Regions from separate parts of the Mus musculus genome. Here region 2 is linked to region 1. The links are chromatin contacts, called in public HiChIP or PLAC-seq maps. All regions are on one chromosome and are shown on one strand. Each heading gives the region's core, a stretch centred on a gene start, on an enhancer-like site or on the middle of the called end of the contact. The rest is flanking DNA. Distances are from core to core; before and after follow the strand shown. Region 1 holds the start of Blnk (B cell linker). Region 2 overlaps Dntt (deoxynucleotidyltransferase, terminal).

Region 1 (3,519 bases), core at 503-3,002:
CTCCCTAACAGCACAGCCGCTGCCCAACTCTGTATGGTTAGACCCCCCCCCCCCGCCCCCAAGTGGCTCTTTTCCAGCTGGCCCCATTAGACAGGACCAATTTCCCAGGGCCCTCTCACCCCATACGTTCCACTCTGTGGCCTCTGCTAGGCAGGACTTTTCTCACCAGCCCACATTTGAGACTGCACTCGCATCAGCCTGTACGTGTGAGGTTACAGCCCCCTCAGCATGTAACCTGTTTCCCTCAGCTCTCCATCTGTTTTCTCAGCTGCCTCTCAGAGGCTTAATTCTTGAAGCATCATCTTCATGAAGATGTCTCTGCTACTCCAATCCTCTTCTCCACTTCGTGGCCCCCTTATTATTTCTACGATGTCTGCTCTACCCTTCCCTTCCGTGAGATGCACAGCAGAAGATGGAGGGTGCCTGTGGGACCTTCTAACTTCCATGTTAAAGGCTCTGTGGCTCTCCTGGGTATCCTCTATAAAATGGCTGACCAGCTGATGCTGCCCGCTGGTCTGGACCCCTTAGTACCTCTCAGTCTGCCTCTTACCAAACCCCTCAGAGTGAGAAGACCCATGTGCCACCGTGAAAGACTGTCCTTCTATCAACTCCATGTCTTTTCTTGTCATTTGTCTCAGACTCTCCAGTGCTCCATCCCTTAAGTATGACCTCATGAAAGTCCAAAGTTCTAGCCTGCACATGGAATATAACACACCCTTAAACGTTTGAAAGTTCCAGCCTCTGAGAGTCATCAGCCCCACTTCAGAAGACAATGCTCTTCAAACTCAAAAACTGGGAAGTCATCTTTGCATGGTCTCTTGACGTATGTATGCCTTAGGCCACTGCTGGCTTATTCTTTCTTAGTATATATTTCTTTAAATTGCCAAAGCTGTTTTTTAAAATGGTTATTGTTATTATCAGTATGTGTGTGTGTATGTGTGTGTGAAATGTGTGTGGGCATGATGTGTCAGGGCATGCATGTGCCAGGCTGGCAGTGACTGTGGAGTCCAAGGACAGCTTTGTGGAGTTGCTTCTCTTTCCGTTTTTTATCTGGGTTGTGGGCATGGAACTTAGATCATCAGACCTGCACATTCAGCACTTTATCCAGTGAGCCATCTGACATTCTAAAATAGATAGTCATGAGGGTACTGGAGAGACGCGTAGTTCCCCCAATAAACTTAGGGTGAACACCCACAAAACAAACAAGAGTCAGTAAGCGACAGTGACTACAAACGCTCTTCACACCATGGATGAGCCCCTCCTCAGACTCAGAAAGCTGGCTGTTGCTAGCATGTGGGCCATCAAATTTTCTATCTTCTTGCCTTCCCAGAGCTTCACTCTTTGTCCCATCCCTGGCAAAAACCAGCCAAAGCAGGTTCCTTCACTCCTCCTACACGTTTCTTTAAAAAGCTGATCTACTTCCCTATAGCCATTGCTAACCGATTGGCACTGGTCAAGTATCCCAAGGTTTTGGTGCCTCTGAGCGCTGGAGGAGCCCTAGAGGGCAAAGAAGAGGAATAAGGCTCCGAAGGGAATCTCTTACCTCAGCTTCTGGCTGGCAGGGACAGTTATCTTATTCAGCTTGTCCATTTTCTTGAGAGAGGATGTGTCGCTGTCCAGGGGGGTGTCAGCAGCTCCTGGACTTCCTGGGGAGCAGCATGGTAAGGCTCTGGCCTCAAGAACTCAAGCCACTGGAACTGACTTCTGCGAGCAACCCACAGGCTGCTGGCAAACACCCCTGCACAGGGGAAGTAAAACTCGCTGGAGCGCATCGCCAAGTTTCATGTTTCTACGAGGTCATGTGATCCAGGGAGTCAGCCAGCCTGGCTGATTACTGTGCGTTGTGTAAACTTCGGTAGTGAAACCTTATTGGGCATGCAAATCCCTTCCAGTAGCTCTTTTATGATCAGGTGTGTTGCCAGGTTGGATAAGTTTCTGACTGAGCACTACTTCCTGTTTGTCCCAAACCTTAGGTAGTCCCTGTTTTTAGCAGATGGCCAGAGTCACCCTGCCACTTCTTAGGTACAAGGAAAAGCTGAATAATCAATTATATCTGGATGGCTCTTTGGGGGCTTTCTGCTCATTTGCATTAAGCCATGGGTTAGCCTCTTCTTCTTAAGAACTAAGACATGAAATGGACAGTTCTTGTCACCGAGGTCACAGCAGTGGTCATTTAAAATGTGATAGGTAATTCTTTGTGCAAGGTCAAGGTCACTTAGGGGTGGGGAAAGGCGACCCTATCGTATGCTGTGTGGAGTCAGGAGTTGCCTTGCTGAAAGCTTGCCATTTTCAAATAAAGACAGGATACACTCAAAAGTCAGCTGAGGACAAGCCTAGTGATTTCCCAACACATGACATCAGGCGGATGCCTCCTAACTCCCCTCCATGTCTTCCCCTCTCATCACACCCAGTGCGACATGTCAGGTGTAGGGGTATCCCAAGCACAGTGAAATCCCACACCTGCCTCTGACCCCATCTAGACAGTTCTGCTATACTCCTCGAGACAACAAAACACAAAAAACAAAAAAATGAGAGGGCGTGTTCTTTCTTCCCCTTGGACCTGAACACCCCCACCCCCACTCACCTGGCACATCCTAGTCACCTTTGTGAAAGGAGATTACGTTCTGAACATTATCAAAGGACCATCGACCTGGGTCTAAAGAATGCACGGGGGGTTGGAGGGAGACAGAGTGGAGGGATTTCAGTTATCTCTCCTGTTATAGCTTCAAGGGCCTGGCTGAGGAGAGAGTGGGAAGGAGGACCAGGCCAGAGAAGGGAGGAGAAGAGACAGAGAGCAAACCCGGATTTCTTCCCGCCCCTGCCCACCCCCACCCCCAGGTTCTTTGTTCAAAGAGGAGCTCTTCGGTCCTCCTGGTTCCTTGACTGTTCACGTTCATGCACTATATCTGAATTTGCCATTCTTCAGGATGTCCGAGAGCTGATGCCTCAGAGTGGTTGAAGGGTGAGGTCCCTTTGCAGAAGAGTAGGGCATCAGGAGAGAAATGCAGACACTTGCTTCCCGTAACTGTTGCCTTTCTCTAATCTGCCTGCACGGTTTTCTTGCAATGTATCCTGAAGGAGATCTAGTTCCCTGCCCCGCCCTTCCCACAGCTCTTAGCAGAAAGGAACATAAAAACCATATATGATGTCATCAAGGGTCAGGAGAGTCTGGCCAGGGGGGTGATAATAGCCTTTTGTTCCTTCTGGATGGTTGTAAAATGCTTCCAATTGACCTGCGGACTTTCCTCTCCACCAACTCTGTCGAGCACCTGGTCTGGCAACTTCTTATTTCCCCAGAGAAAGAGAGAGGGTCGAGGGTTCCACTTCTGCTTTTTCTTTTTACAGCCGCTTGTCTTTCTTCTTTTTACTGTATTCAAGTCCGACACGATGAAAACGAGAAACTGCTTTTCCAGGCCGGTGTGTTGCAGTTCTGCCCCGTGTGGTGTGGAGTGTGTGGAGTGGGTCAGTTCAATGATCCAAGCCTGACCCAGTGGCTTTCCTGCTGCCACGGCTTGCCAA
Region 2 (3,519 bases), core at 339-2,838, 59 kb after region 1:
AACCCTGGGCAGCCATGGCCGAGCCTGAGCCCAACCTCAGAGCAGTTCCAGAGGAGATAAATCACACTGAGGGACGTGGGGACAGGAAAGGAAACTGCAAACAGTAGGGGAAACCCAACAGAAAGCTGGCCTGGAAAGCTAGGACCACGTCTGAGGTGGTACCAGGCTCCACTACAGACAGCACCCAGAATCAGATGGAACGCCCCAGTCAAAGCCTCGCCAAGTTCAGGATCAATTCACCCAAGAATGTCCCATCTGTCACCAGCCAAGTGCTACCCCCCACCCCCACCCCGTGTGCAGCACAGGAACCCCTAGGGGCTGGTGCTTGCCTAACATTCCCTTGAATTACTTATTAACTTTCTGGATAGAAACTTGAGATAAAGCAGGCTTCGTGGGCCTTCTTTCACTGCCTCCGAGATGGAGAGAGAGTTCTTTCAGGGCTGGGGTGTACTCAGTGGTAGAGTGCATAGCTAGCAGGTTCAACCCTGAGCATTGCAAAAACAACACAACAACAGATGTAACAGGTCACCATGCCCCACACTGGGTCTGGAATTTCAGACACAACCTTTTGACCCAGTCCAGACAACCGACATGCAGGGAACAGTGTGAATTTCTGTTCACCGTGGCTTTGCTTTTCAAGGAGCAAAGTTGTCCCTCAGAAGCAAACAAGGAGAGATGGAGGCTCTGAGGTTTTCTTATTGGGGACTTTGAGCTCAGCCTTTCTGTGGAGAGAATCATGTATTACCTCCTCTCCCAGATGCTGGATGAGGAAGAACAAAAAATGCATCCCCATTTGTTCAGCTCTGAAGAGGCTCTCTTGAGAGCACTGTAATATCACATGGGTGCCCCACCCCCAGCCCCCTAGGACCCTTTCTAAACCCTCCCATTGCTTTTCAGGGGTTGCTTTTGTACTGCGACATCTTAGAGTCAACCTTTGAAAAGTTCAAGCAGCCCAGCAGGAAGGTGGATGCTCTCGACCATTTCCAGAAATGCTTCCTGATTCTGAAGCTGGACCACGGGAGAGTGCACAGCGAGAAGAGCGGCCAGCAGGAAGGAAAGGGCTGGAAGGCCATCCGTGTAGATCTGGTCATGTGCCCCTATGATCGCCGGGCCTTCGCCCTGCTTGGATGGACCGGCTCCAGAGTAAGAGCTGTCTGCTACTAGCTTTCCTGGCTCAGGGGAAGAAAGCTTCCGTTGTGGGGCAGAAGGCTGAGAGAACTAAGGGACCATGCCCCCAAGCCTCTAAACTGGGGCATGGTATGGGCACATGTTCACACGAGTTAGATTCATTTAGATTCCCAATGTATGGTTCACCAAGCCAGCAGCAGTGGCCTTACCTGGGGACAGGTTAGATTTATAAATTCTTCACTGTATACCTACCACTACATCAGAGGCTCTAGGCAGTTAAGCTCTGACACGGATGTTTGTAAAACCCCCTAGGTGACTGAGAGGTATCTCAGGTGAGAGCTACTGAAACCCAGGAAGTGGCAGGGTGGTGAGTAACTCAGATGGATTTGGGTCCTAGACCTACAGAAGGACCCAACCCTGCCTCTTTCGGTGATCTTGGACACCTTCCTAAAGCCTATAAGATAGACGGGAGTGGCGCCCTCTGGGGGCAGCAGTGCACAGCTGCAGGGTAGTCGACTCCAATGCTGCTCTAAGAAACTAGTGAGGGTTTAAAAAAGAAACTTCGGGATTCAAGAGGCTGAAGCTGCTCTGTCCCGGGTTGCGCTGCTTTCACGTAAATAACACTCCTCCAGCCTTCTCTCTAACAATGGCTAACCTCGCTAACCTCACAGGGCTCTGTGGAGGACTCGCTGGGACAGCAGTCCATCCACTCCTCTTAGATGTCATGCCAGGCTCCTGTTAAGCGTCTGTTGCCCTGTAGCCTCTGGGGCTCAGGAAAAGACTGGATTCCTTAGTTAGAGTTATGATAGCTGTGGCAAAATACCACGATCAAAGAAACTTGGAGACGTAAGGGTTTATTTTACTGACATTTCTTTATCACTGTTCATCATCAAAGGAAGTCAGGACAGGAACTCAGGTAGGGCAAGGACCTGGAGGCACAAGCTGATGCAGAGGCCATGGAGGAGTGCGGCTTACTGGCTTGCTCTCCTTGGCTTACTCAGCCTGCTTTCTCATAGAACCACCAGCCCAAAGAAGGTACCATCCACAATAGACTGGGCCTTCTCTCATTAATCACTAATTAAGAAAAGATCCTACAGATGGATCTTACCAAGGCATTTTCTCAATTTAAGTTGTCCCCTTTCAGATAACTCAAGCATGTGTCAAGTTGACACAAAGCTATCCCACACAGCACAACTCTCTTGGCCATTCTGCAGCCATTTTGGTTTTTAATCACCTCCTTCGAGCCCTCGTTCAGTGATGCTCACCATGGAAGCCCTGCTCAGTCTGGATGCAGCACTGGCTTCCTATGGGCCCATAGTTTTCTTATTTCTTGTTATTATAAACCATTTGTTGCCCAGCTAGATTCTGCTCTGGAGGAACTGGCACTCTGCAGGTATTTGGCAGGTGAACTGAATTTCTCTCTGCACCACAGAAACACTCTTGGCCTTGGCCGAGGAGTTCAGGAATGTTTCTCACTCCCAAACCACGCAGGGCAGGGAACCGGGAGTAGCCCATCATTGACTGCATATAACCAACCCCCATTACACCTCCAGCCTCTCCAGTTGCTGGGAACCAGTGTTAGCTGTGGGAAGACACTGCCAGTCAAGAGCTGGGGTGAGCTAAGCAGGACCCACAACTTCCCAGACCAGCGCTAAGCAAATCTGCTTCCTCAGCAATTGTTACACAAAGCTGGTTCCACCTACAGCTGCTTCTGTAAAGGGCTTCTGGGAGGCAGTCCCAGAAACTTTCCAGCAGAGAGGAAATGAATTCTTACTGCTAGAGGGTGCGACTGTCCCAATGTTTTGCCTAATCCCAGGGGGAAAGACAAAGTTCTGGACCTGGGAACTTTCCAGGTTTCTCTTAGGAAACCAGCAGCAGTATTTGTGATTCACTGTCCTTGTTTCTAGTGTTTGCTGGTCACTTGTCCTAGGCTTCAGATTTGCTCCCTGAAACCTCAGGATATACTTTTGATCATGACAGATGTAATTCCGGGGCAGGTGACTCTTCACAGAATCTCAGTATGAGTGGACATCAAAGAGGAAAGGACCTTAACGTTCACTCCCTCCACCTTGGGACAAAGCAAGGTTCAGAGAAGCTACGTAGTAAGGACACATAGATAGGCATAATATCTGGGCCAAGATCTCCCCACTCCTCACCCTCTATTATAATAATGATATTTGAAACTTAAAACGATTTAGGTCACATTTTCCTCTGGACCAGGTATTATTCTAGAAACAACGCTCCTACTGTCCATTTATCCACTCAACAGATATTCACACATCACCTGCCGCCTGTTGGGCAGTGATTGACAAGGGTCCAAGCCAATCAGCTTCTTGTTCACATTGAGTTTCTGTTCTAGTACAGGGAGCCCAGAGCTCAGCCACCCGGGAG

Evidence for each region. HiChIP or PLAC-seq counts read pairs in DNA pulled down with a chosen protein or histone mark.
Region 2: a contact with region 1 is called in an H3K4me3 HiChIP or PLAC-seq map of bone marrow-derived macrophages, with 2.5 times the contacts expected there. The contact joins the enhancer-like site here to the promoter of Blnk in region 1. A contact is called at or near these places in 5 of 39 promoter capture datasets (the C10 cell line, the HPC-7 cell line, embryonic stem cells and 2 more), 1 of 15 datasets of contacts at CTCF or cohesin (thymocytes), 1 of 115 datasets of contacts at active chromatin or transcription factors (bone marrow-derived macrophages) and 3 of 9 other capture datasets (adipose tissue, liver and pancreatic islet).

Annotation. Positions count from the first base shown.
Region 1 is chr19:40,992,469-40,995,987 of GRCm38.p6, forward strand. It overlaps Blnk (B cell linker), which reads right to left and starts at 1,753. Exons shown (of 17, transcript NM_008528.5): 1 at 1,544-1,753. The coding sequence starts at 1,590.
Region 2 is chr19:41,052,098-41,055,616 of GRCm38.p6, forward strand. Dntt (deoxynucleotidyltransferase, terminal) reads left to right here. Exons shown (of 11, transcript NM_001043228.1): 9 at 898-1,143. Among named protein-coding and RNA genes, the nearest start is that of Opalin, 23 kb to the right of the region's middle. Within about 2 kb of position 1,589, at least 12 of the 459 cell types and tissues checked have an H3K27ac peak or open chromatin away from gene starts, as enhancers often do. A contact at or near this core is called in bone marrow-derived macrophages and liver, where this site is marked.